Linked DNA regions of Macaca mulatta: region 1 is linked to region 2. A link is a contact called in public Hi-C data. All regions are on one chromosome and are shown on one strand. The core of a region is the stretch at or near the end of the contact, and the rest is flanking DNA. Distances in the headings are between cores, read along the strand shown.

Region 1 (5,518 bases), core at 767-3,266, 52 kb after region 2:
TTATGATAGAATATCCTCTAAGGCTGTGATTGAAGAAATGTATTTGCTTTAGATAGGAGGTTTTGAAATGAAGTCCAAAATAGGGACACTCTACATCAGAGATTGACAATGAGTAGGATGAATTTTTTAAATTACCTATGGCCAGCCTGGTGCAGTGGCTCACGCCTGTAATCCCAGCATTTTGGGAGGCCGAGGCAGGAGGATCACGAGGTCAGGAGATGGAGACCATCCTGGCTAACACGGTGAAACCTCGTCTCTACTAAAAATAAAAATAAATAAAAAAAAATTAAAAAAAAAAATTAGCCGGGCATGGTGGGCACCTGTAGTCCCAGCTACTGGGGAGGCTGAGGCAGGAGAATGGTGTGAACCCAGGAGGCGGAGCTTGCAGTGAGCTGAGATCATGCCACCACACTCCAGCCTGGGCGACAGAGCGAGACTCCGTCTCAAAAAATTAAAAATAAATAAATAAATAAATTACCTATGGCCAAATCCCTATTTATAATATAAAGAAACACTGAACTCTTTCCAAATCCAAGTAACTCTCTACAATTAATTAAGCTCTGTCTGCACTGGGAGAAATTTTGTTTCCCATTGCAGCTCTTTAATGATGTATAAGGGTTGATGATGCTTAACTTTAAATATCTAGAAAGAAGCAGGAACAACATGAAAGCTCAAAATTAAGAACAGAGACTGGACTCTGGTGTCCTGGCTTCTCTGATATCCCAGGGACCTATTACACTTTGTCAGGCCCCCCAGCTCCCAACAGATCAGGAACTTGAGACACTGGCTGTGGTAACAACCTTCAAGCTTGATAACTATTCATGGCCTCCGTTCTTATATTTCTAACTCATCAGATAGTAAAAATCTCAGAATCCTGATTTCAGATCTCATGAACTAATTCTACATCACCACCTCAAATTACCCAGCCTGAAGACATAACGGGCTTGGTATGAAAATATAAAGTATGTGGGAATAAGACTGAGGGCACTGTAGGCATCTTGAACAAAAGGGTCAGATTAACCTGCAGCTGATAAGGAAAGGGCTCCAAACTTCTAGAACCTTCTTGTCAATTCTGCTTTAGTATTAGAACACGTATGACTACCCACAACTCTGTCCCAACCCCATTTCCAATAATCTGGCCTGTTGCCAGAATCTAGAGCGTTCTCGAAAACCACTCACTCAGCAGCTCCCTTGGCTAGTCCGACTGGCAGTCTCGAACCACTGCGGCTGCTTCGGTGTGCCAACAGCGCCCAAGCAGTTGCCCTCTTCCTTGGTGCTTAACTTAAGAAAGAACAGTGCTGGGAAGGATAAAGATCACCCAGGAAGGATAGGGGAAGAGGAGTCTGACACAGAGAACACGAGATAAGCCCCTCGCTCTTCCCTTTTTCTCTATCATCCTTGACTTCTGGGATAACCGGGGGCAACCAGGTCAATTATGGAGACACACAATCACCTCGAACCCAGACTAGTGATCGAAAAGGAAAACGGGGGGAGGAGAGCAAAGGTTTTAGAGATGGAAAGTGCAGACAGGCAACAATGCACAGAAGTTAACGAGAAGGAGGGAGTCAGGGGCGATGTAAGGAAGTCGTCATCGACGCCGCGCCGCCCCCCCCCCCTCGCACCAGACCTCCGAAATTGCCCTCCGAGACTCGGGCTCTCCTATAAGGACGATCGTCCTCTCAGCTGGAGAAGAAGGCCATGCCTCAGCTCCTTCGCCAGGCGGAAGCGGGAGAGGAAGGCCGACCCCCAAGAGCGCCCCTTCAGGGGGTCCATCCGGCCTTGATCTCAGATTGGGGGGGGGTTTGCGTAGGGCGGGGCATCGCCTCAACAGCTGGGGGCTGCATCATGGCAGGAACGGGTTTCCCTGAGCCACGGAGCTGCAGCTTGCCTCCTCTACTACCCTGCTACCCGGTTACCTCTTCGCCTCTTCGTCGTCGAGCAGCTCTGGCTCGGTCGCCGCCATTACCACATCGCACTCCGCGGCAGCCGCCATCTTACCGCCGGGACCAGAGAGCTGGGTGGGAGGCCGGCGGTGAAGAGCACTTCCGGTTGGAGCATAGAGCAGCTCAGCGGCGCCTCGCCCAGAAGGGCTCCCTCGGGCTCGTCTACCAGAGAGAGGCTCCGCTTGGGGCCAGAGCGGCCTCCCGTCCCCGGATGTCCAGGGTGGTCTCCGCGCCGGGGCGGGAGCCCAGGGACTGTGCCTGTGCGTAGGCGGCGCCACTTTACCCGTGGATGGGAATGGAGGTGTACGGGTGGTAGCCTCTCTAGGGCTTGATTGGTTTCAGTATTCCAAGAGCCTCGTTGCCATAGCAACTTCCAATCCTAGAGAGTCTTCCTTAAAGGCTCCGTGGAGTCTGGGTTGGGTGGGGACCAGGTGACCCAAGACTGTAGGGAAAGAGTCCCCACTGCTACCTTTCCGACCTTGGAGTGTGTTCACAGCTTCTTCCCGGGAAAGGCAAGAGCCACTCTGAGCCCAGTTCCCCCAGCTTTCATCGTTCTCTGGAAGCCCTACCCAATCAAGCCAGGGGAACGTAGGGCGTCTTCATCCTGCGCCTTTCATCCACTCCGGATCTCCAAACACCAACTGGTTCATCACCCTAATGACGCTGACCCTTTTACGAGGCTGCTTTCATGTCAGCCGCCTGGGAGTGCCATCTCAGCATTAAGCCTAGGAAAGCTGACACATGGCGCCCCAGACCCTGCCCTGGAGTTTATAAGGAAGCTCGCTGGGTGAGGTCCCTGCTCTTGTGTCCCCATTACTCCTACCTCTTATATAAACTCTCTACTCATCACGCTTGTCTTGCCGAATGCGGTCTGGATTGAGAACTCACAGGGGACAAGGGCACAGTTTAATTGTCTTGTTATTCCCTCACCCAAGCCACTATTTGTGGAGCTGAATTGAATTGGAGCTTTCTGGGGTTAAATTGGAGGCGTATTAGGAGTAGCTTTACAATGTAAAGCTAAGAGTAGCTAAAATGAGAAGAGGGCAAAGGAATTTTTAAAAGGATTTACCTGTTTCTTCCAGGAAAACAGCATGTGCCAATGCTCCTACCCTGCCTATCCCAGTGTGGAGGGAACTGAAACCACAGCGACCACTGAGTAGGGAGGGATAGGACAAGCTTACTAGGTTGGAAAGGAGGGGTCATTCGTTGAGCCAATCACTCAATAGCCCTTTCCAAAACGCCTACTTTGTGCTAGGTTGTGAGGGCACAAGACTTACAGACCACCTGCCCTGCCTGTCAGTGGCTCATAGTCCAGTCTAATGCTAGCCAACCTGTCTCACCATCTTCCCACTTTATGTTCTAAGGCAACTCATTTATTCCCACAGCTTTACTTCCATCTGTTGATGACTCTCAACTCTACATATCTCCAACCTAGACCTTTCTTCAGCTTCCACAGCTGCATATCCAACTATCTACTGGATATCTCTTGTATGTTTCACAAATCCCCAAAGCTTACCATATTTAAACTTAACTTTTCATTGTCTACCTACACCTGAACAACAGAAAAAACAAATGCTGGATGTAATTATTATCTTTCCTAAATTCCATATCTTGTTAAATGGATTAAACCATCCTCACTCTTGGCTTCCAATTTGTTGCTCAGTTTTGTTGATTCTCTTACCAAATATTTCCCAAATCCATCTCCGTTTTTCCATCCCGATTCAGGCACTCATCATATTTTTAAATCTTGGAATAGGCTGGGCATGGTGGCATGCATCTGTAGTCCCAGCTACTTGGGAGGCTGAGGCAGGAGGATCACTTGAGCACAGGAGTTAGAGGCTACAGTGAGCTATGAGCACACCAGTGTACTCCAGCATGGAGAAAAGAGTAAGACCCTGTCCCTAAAAACAAAAAACGGCAACAACAAAGCAACAGAAAAAAAAAAAAACAAAAAAAAAACTTGGAATACAGCAATAGTCTCCTAATCGGTCCCTAATTTCATCTCTGTCCAGTCTTGCCTCTTCTGCCAGAGTGACCTTCTTCAGGGACTGATCATGTCACTTCATTGGCAATGGCTTTCCATTGCCGTCAGTTTGATCTCTTTGGCCTACCACACAAAGCCTTTGATTATCTGTTTCTTTTATTTTTTTTTAATGATTTAATTTGAGTACCAGTATTTAGGTCCTTTCTACCACCAATATTGAACCCAAGTTCTCATAGTTCCAGAAAATGCCATGACTTGTAGCCATGTTTCCTCCACCCTAGGACACCCTTTCCCCCAAGCTCTTCAGTGTCTGCTGACTCAAAGTTAAATGCCATTTTGCTGTGCCCCACAGCACCTCAGTAATTGTTAGACATCTAGCTTCTCTAGACCGTGAGTTCTGATGGGCAGCCACCGTATCTAACTCGTCCACTTTCTCTCAGTATATGGCCCTGCACATGGCACAGACAGAGAAGATGCTCAGAAAACATTCGACGGATGAATGATTGAGTAAACGAAGAGTTACTGTACCCTGATCGCCTTTAGAGGGAGAACATTTGGGCCTCAGAGACACCAGGACAACCAGCGGCCCGCGTCCAGGGAGTCTAGAACCTTGGGTTCCCGCACACACCCAGGCCAGGTCGTGGCCGTCATTCCCCCGCCGACCTCTGGGGGAGCTGCGCGGTCCGCACCCGTTCTCCGCTGCCGGAATTCGTCTTGTCTGACGGAAGCTGGGGAGAGGGCAGGCGGCGGGGGCGGGGCCCGGCAGAGCCTACACCGACCCGGGAGGAAGACAATCCTGTGCGGCGGCGCTGCCCCTCCCCTGGTCCCCGCGCGCTCCAAGGGCCTGGCTTGGTGCTGCGGGGCCCCCGGGAGGTACGGAGCTGGGAGGCGAGGCTCGTCCGGCGCTAGGATCGGCCTCCGCCCCTGGGCCGCTTTAGGTGGCTGGTCTCTGCCTCTCATTCATATGGGGGCTCCCCCGTGGGAAAATCTGTGGCGGAGGCCCCTCTGGCCCACTCTTATGGTGTCTTTTATTGTAGGTCTCAGTATATGGAGAGGGGGTCTGTGTCAGGAGCTTCCCCTGGAGAGGTTTCTGTTTGGGACAGTCTTTGGGAGTGATCTATTTCTGCTCTCTTTGGGGGATCTTTGTCTGGAGCTCTTGGGGCGGGGGCGGGGGGGCTTGTGTTTGGAAGTTTGCCTTCGGGGAGATACCTGTCTGGGACCTCTTAGGGTTTCTTTTTTTTTTTTTTTTTTGAGACGGAGTCTTGCTCTGTCGCCCGGGCTGGAGTGCCGTGGCCGGATCTCAGCTCACTGCAAGCTCCGCCTCCCGGGTTTATGCCATTCTCCTGCCTCAGCCTCCCAAGTAACTGGGACTACAGGCGCCCGCCACCTCGCCTGGCTAGTGTTTTTTGTATTTTTTAGTAGAGACGGGGTTTCACCGGGTTAGCCAGGATGGTCTCGATCTCCTGACCTCGTGATCCGCCCGTCTCGGCCTCCCAAAGTGCTGGGATTACAGGCTTGAGCCACCGCGCCCGGCCCTCTTAGGGTTTCTATGAGCTTTCTCTTTTGTGTCTGTCAGCCCAAGGGCAGCAAA
Region 2 (6,173 bases), core at 1,812-4,311:
AGAGTTTCCCTCTGTTACCCAGTCTGGAGTGCAGTGCTGCAATCTCGGCTCACTACAACCTCTGCCTCCTAGGTTCAAGTGATTCTCCTGCCTCAGCCTCCTGAGTAGCTGGGACTACAGGCTCATGCCACCACTCTGGGCTAATTTTTTTTTTTTTTTTGAGACGGAGTCTCACTCTGTCGCCCAGGCTGGAGTGCAGTGGCCGGATCTCAGCTCACTGCAAGCTCCGCCTCCTGGGTTCACTCCATTCTCCTGCCTCAGCCTCCCGAGTAGCTGGGACTACAGGCGCCTGCTGCCTCGCCCGGCTAGTTTTTTGTATTTTTTAGTAGAGACGGGGTTTCACCGTGTTAGCCAGGATGGTCTCGATCTCCTGACCTCGTGATCCGCCCGTCTCGGCCTCCCAAAGTGCTGGGATTACAGGCTTGAGCCACCGCGCCCGGCCAATTTTTTTTTTTTTGAGACAGAGTTTCGCTCTTGTTGCCCAGACTGGAGTGCAATGGCAAGATCTTGGCTCACTGCAACCTCCGCCTTCTGGGTTCAAGCGATTCTCCTGCCTCAGCCTCCCAAGTAGCTGGGATTACAGGCGCCCGCCACCACGCCCAGCTTATTTTTGTATTTTTAGTAGAGACGGGGTTTCACCTTGTTGGCCTCCTACCCGCCTCGGCCTCCCAAAGTGTTGGGATTACAGGCATGAGCCATGCCGCCCGGCCATGTGATTTCCTTCCTATCAGTCTCAGGTCCCTTGACTGCAAACTCAAATCAACGGCAGTGCGCATTTTCCTGATGTCCGGATGGGATAAGCTATACAGTCCTCACGTGATGCGCGGGACGGAGCTGGGCTCAGTAAATGATGGTTCCCTTTCTCTGCTTTTGGAAAGGTGTGCTGTCAACACCAATTTAAAAAGCTAGCAAAAACAGTCATTCTCAGGGCCTTTCTTTCATCTGCCTCTCAAAAGCACAGGCCTCCACAAAGATGAACAGTTTCTTTTTTTTTTTTTTTTCCCTTTTTGGAGACAGGTCTCGCTCTATCACCCAGGCTGGAGTACAGTGGCTCGATTTTGGCTCACCGCAGCTCCAACCTCCTGGGCTCAAGTGATTCTTCTGCCTCAGCCTCCAGATAGCTGGGACTACAGGCGCCAACCACCATGGCTGGCTAATTTTTGTATTTTTAGTACAGACAGGGTCTCACTGTGTCATCCAGGCTGGTCTGGAACTCCTGGCCTCAAGGGATCTGCCTGCCTCAGCGTCCCGAAGTGCTGAGATTACAGGCGCGAGCCACCACACCCGGCCTGACATGAACAAACTTTTATCTTTCCTCCCACTTTTCTCTTATTTTTCAGAAGCTTTACTGTATGAAGATAGAATAATAACAGAGAAGGACATGAGGAGAGTGAGAGATGAGCCCGAGAAGGTGGTGAAGCAGTGGGACCATATTGAGGATGAGAGAGAGACGGATGAGGACGATGAGGCTTTTGGGGGAGCTCTGCAGAGCACAGCAAGCGGAAAGCAGAGTGTGGAAGCAAGAAAAGCCAGAAGCGATTTGGGAGAAGTTGCCAAGGGCCTGTCAGGAGAATTAGGCACAAGATCAGGAGAAACAGGCAGGAAGCTACTAGAAGCTGGCAGAAGAGAGTCAAGAGAAATTTATAGGAGGCCTTCAGGAGAATTAGGCCAAAGACTCTCAGGAGAGTTCAGCAGACAGGAACCAGAAGAACTAAATAAACTTTCAGAAGTGGGCAGAAGAGAGCCAGAAGAACTGGGAAAAACACAATTTGGGGAAATAGGAGAAATGAAAAAAACAGAAAATGAGATGGAAAAGGAGTATGAATGAAGACACCGGTAGGGATAAGGATCAGGAAGTTGGTGTTCAGAGGGATAACGGGATCTTATTAAACTGGATTTTCAAGCGATTTATCTGTAATAGGAAAAATGAGGGTTTTACTTGTGCTGCTTTCCGTCACTATTTTGCCATTAAATAGGTGTCTTTCACTCTTGCAAACCCTGAGTCTGTCACTTTGTCTCCTCACCCCTGCCCATTCTTGGAAGAGCCTCGTGGAGAGAAAGGTGCCAAGAAGAAAGGGTTTCAGGAGGGTGAAGATACAGGAGCTTCAGGGAATGAGAAGTCACAGGGAGGAGGAGAGGGGAAGGCCTGGGAGGAGAGGTGCTTCCCAGACACCGGTGACTGACTGAGTCCTTCCAGTGCGCAGGACACCGGGAGGCTTTATGGATGGAACAGTGGTGGGGTGGCCCCAGCTAGCACAGGCAGGAGAATGCCCCAAGCCAGAACTAAGCGAATGCTGGGACTGAGGCCAAAGATAGGGGAGTGGCCTGGGAGGGCAGACAGACTCCACCTCTGACAACTCTGGGTGGCACAATCAGGTAAATCAGGCTCGCCAAGCTGGCTTCTCTGAACAATGGGATACCTGCCTCAGGGGTTGCTGCGAGGACTGAGTGCTTAGCACAGCACTTGGTACAAGAAACTCAAAAATCCAACGGAGCTCTCAGTGGTTTCACAGAGGTGGTGGCAGCTGAGCATCTGGCCTCAGAGGATGTTAGGATTTCACTCCGTTACTCATCTGTCCCTTTGGCCATTGCCATCCTGGTCTGTCTCCACAACTTCTAGAAGGAAAGGTCGGGGCTGAGACTGACTTTCGGCTGGCACAGGGACCGGACGAGGTCAGTGAGGCATTTCAGATGCAGAGTTTACCGGGATGCCAGCAAATTGCATAATACTTTAATCCAATGTGGTTTAAAAAAAAGTTTTTAATTAATGCAAAAGTCCATGATGAATAAAATATCAAAAATTAAAGATAGGATCCAACCTTGCACGACCCTGCTTCACTCACTTCCTGCTAATCCACGGGACCGGGGAGGGCGACTGAGTTACCCCTCGACACACAGAAAAAGGTAGCGGCCGTCCAGCTCGCAGGCGCAGTGAGTGGGTGCGCGTGGCGCGGCGGGCGCGCGCAGGGGGCGGGGCCGGGCCGGGGTTCCCGCGCGCGGCGGGAGTTTCGGGTTTCGGTTCGCAGCGCCTGCGCGCAGAGGGGACGGCCCGCCCCGGCCCGCCCGGGTGCCCGCTCCGCCCCCGGGCTATGTAAAGCGGCCGGGCTCGGGTCGTGCCACCGCTGGACTCCCGTGTCCCTCCGCGCAGGCGGGCGGCCCCGGAGCGCTGGTGCCGACAGAGGCGGCGACGGCGGCGCCCCTCCTCATCATGGTGAGAGGCCAGGCGGGGCCGGGCACGGGGTAGCACCGGGGCAGGAAACGAGTGTCGGGGCCCCTCGGCAGGAAGCGTCTTGCAAACGAGGACCCGGGGCTCCGGGCTCGACTTCCAGTTGTCTTGGTACTCAGGGCAGCCCTGAGGTCTGGAAGAAGCTGGGCGGGGGGTTCGGAGTGCCGGAGAGGCCGCTGGAGAGGGAAACGGTAGCGTTCCTCAAGAGGGGACTCGGGACCGTCTCATCACGCGGAACCGCTGCCCCGCGCCCGGGTGCGCGCGGGAGGCGGAGCCAGTTCGGAGGAGGGGACCCTTTACGGTAAAAGCTGCCCTCTCTTGTGGCTTCTAGAAGATAGGAAAACAAGTGGCTCCGAGAGGCGGTTCAGACACACAGCACAGCGGCGGGCAGAGCTGGATCCTGATTGCAGGTGCCCTGTGCTGCCTTGTCCTGGACAGGCACAAAGACCACGACTTTGTGGGGGCCGGGAGAGGGTAGAGGAGGAGGTGGCAGGCTCGGTGAAAGAGGGCCTTTGTCCAGTGCTCTCCTGCCCTGCCCCCCACCAGCCCTTCTGTGGGACCATTGTCCCCGCATGCCAGACAAGAGAGTATTATCTCTTGCGGCCATTGTTGGGGGAAGGGAGGCAGTCTTGGGGTAACCCTTCTCCACTCCCCACCCTTCTCTGTGCACTCAGCCGTGGCAGCTGTGGCTTGGCCCAGACACAGAGACCCCCACCTCCAAAGAAGACGTCCTTAGTAGGTGCCAAGCATATAAGAGTGAGGCCAGTCCCAGAACCGCAGGCTCCTGGCACGCCCTGCATGCCTCCAGCACGTTTTCCTTTCCGAGGTGGCAGCAATGGGGAAAGCGCACGCTTAGGAGAGCTTCAGACAAGCTTCCCTCTTCCTCCTCCACGACCAGAAGCGGAAAGGTGCTCCCGGACCGAAAGGGACAGAAGGTCCAGCACTGCCCTGCTTCGGAAGGCACCCACACCCAGTCTAGGGACTAGGGGTAAGGCCGGCGGGGAGCCCGCGAATGACCTGGGCTGACATCTCTTCCCCTCCTTACACAGAACAGAGGCTTCTCCCGAAAAAGCCACACATTCCTGCCCAAGATCTTCTTCCGCAAGATGTCATCCTCAGGGGCCAAGGACAAGCCTGAGCTGCAGTTTCCCTTCCTTCAGGATGAGGACACGGTGGCCACGCTGCAAGAGTGCAAGACGCTCTTTATCTTGCGCGGCCTGCCAGGAAGCGGCAAGTCCACGCTGGCACGGGCCATCGTGGACAAGTACCGTGATGGCACCAAGATGGTGTCGGCCGACGCTTACAAGATCACCCCCGGCGCTCGAGGAGCCTTCTCCGAGGAGTACAAGCGGCTCGATGAGGACCTGGCTGCCTACTGCCGCCGCCGGGATATCAGAATTCTTGTGCTAGATGACACCAACCACGAGCGGGAACGGCTGGAGCAGCTCTTTGAAATGGCCGACCAGTACCAGTACCAGGTGGTGCTGGTGGAGCCCAAGACGGCGTGGCGGCTGGACTGTGCCCAGCTCAAGGAGAAGAACCAGTGGCAGCTGTCGGCTGATGACCTGAAGAAGCTGAAGCCTGGGCTGGAGAAGGACTTCCTGCCGCTCTACTTCGGCTGGTTCCTGTCCAAGAAGAGCTCCGAGATCCTCCGCAAAGCCGGCCAGGTCTTCCTGGAAGAGCTGGGGAACCACAAGGCCTTCAAGAAGGAGCTGCGACAATGTAGGTGGCAGGGTGGGGCCTTACTCATAAGCCTACCTTGCTGGGCACAGGGCGCTGTGGGCATAGGACCATAGGGTGGGGCACGAAGCAGCAGGAGGCAGAGAAAGGCTCACCTCAGAGCGGGCAGGGGCAAGCAGTATGTCCCAGTGGTAGCCTTGGGGAGTTGGCAGCACATTGGGAACATGGGGGCTTCCCAGAGCTCCTTTCCTCCTACTACACCTTTCCTTCTAGCCCTCTTCTCTCTGACACCCTTCTCCCAGGTTGAATGTAGACCACCGTCCCGTCTTGGAGGTCGGAAAAACTGTAGTAACAGGAAATAGTCCTCTTCTAATGTAACCTTAGAGGGGGAATCAAGCCCAGTGTTCTCCAACTCATTTTTAGCAGCAGAATAATGTTCCAAAATAATAATAATGACATGAAATTGTAAGCTGCAAAAAAATTAAAACTAGGACTATTGTGGCTTCACTGGGGATGGTTCTCAGGCCTTGGGCTACTTGATTTACTCATGGGTTTGTGGCATCTTACAGCTCCAGAGGACACACACTTAGGCCAAAACCTGTTTTCAGATGGAAAAACACGGGCCCAGGAGGGATGTGGGGTTTACGGGCTTGAACCCTGGACTCTGGCTACTCTAGCCGGGTTCTCTCTTGGCATGGGCTTTTTGCTCCAATGGTAAGTTTGGGATAAAGAGGGGTCCTGGTGGCTCTCCTGCAGTGACCTGTTGGAGAAATGTCACCCACTAATCCATCTATATGCCTTTAGGCCATTTCTGGTTGCCCCCAATTGTATTTATTTATTTATTTATTTTGACACAGAGTCTCCCTCTGTCGCCCAGGCTGGAGTGCAGTGGCACTATCTCAGCTCACTGCAACCTCTGCCTCCCAGGTTCAAGCAATTCTCCTGTTTCAGCCTCCCCAGTAGCTAGGACTACAGGTGTGTGCCACCACATCCAGCTAATTTTTTTTTTTTTTTTTTTTTTGAGACGGAGTCTCGCTTTGCTGCCCAGGCTGGAGTGCAGTGGCCAGATCTCAGCTCACTGCAGGCTCCGCCTCCCGGGTTTACGCCATTCTCCTGCCTCAGCCTCCCGAGTAGCTGGGACTATAGGCGCCCGCCACCTCGCCCGGCTAGTTTTTTTTTTTTGTTTTTGTTTTTTTTTTTTTTTGAGACGGAGTCTTGCTCTGTTGCCCAGGCTGGGGTGCAGTGGCCGGATCTCAGCTCACTGCAA

What was found. A called contact is a pair of places that touch in the nucleus more often than the background predicts.
Region 1: a contact with region 2 is called in a Hi-C map of cortical neurons, with 4 times the contacts expected there. The contact joins the promoter of DNAJC7 here to the promoter of CNP in region 2. A contact is called at or near these places in 3 of 14 Hi-C or Micro-C datasets (CD4 T cells, cortical neurons and liver).

The regions. Positions count from the first base shown.
Region 1 is chr16:66,357,515-66,363,032 of T2T-MMU8v2.0, forward strand. It overlaps DNAJC7 (DnaJ heat shock protein family (Hsp40) member C7), which reads right to left and starts at 2,017. Exons shown (of 14, transcript NM_001261251.1): 1 at 1,917-2,017. The coding sequence starts at 1,993. NKIRAS2 (NFKB inhibitor interacting Ras like 2) reads left to right here and starts at 2,155. Exons shown (of 4, transcript NM_001194812.2): 1 at 2,155-2,203. It overlaps LOC144335717 (a long non-coding RNA gene), which reads left to right. Exons shown (of 2, transcript XR_013406839.1): 2 at 1,297-2,012.
Region 2 is chr16:66,304,910-66,311,082 of T2T-MMU8v2.0, forward strand. It overlaps CNP (2',3'-cyclic nucleotide 3' phosphodiesterase), which reads left to right and starts at 3,062. Exons shown (of 4, transcript NM_001035528.3): 1 at 3,062-3,211; 2 at 4,276-4,948. The coding sequence starts at 3,209. It overlaps ODAD4 (outer dynein arm docking complex subunit 4), which reads left to right. Exons shown (of 11, transcript XM_028836483.2): 11 at 1,341-1,996. The coding sequence ends at 1,356. LOC144335718 (a long non-coding RNA gene) reads right to left here and starts at 1,024. Exons shown (of 3, transcript XR_013406840.1): 1 at 517-1,024.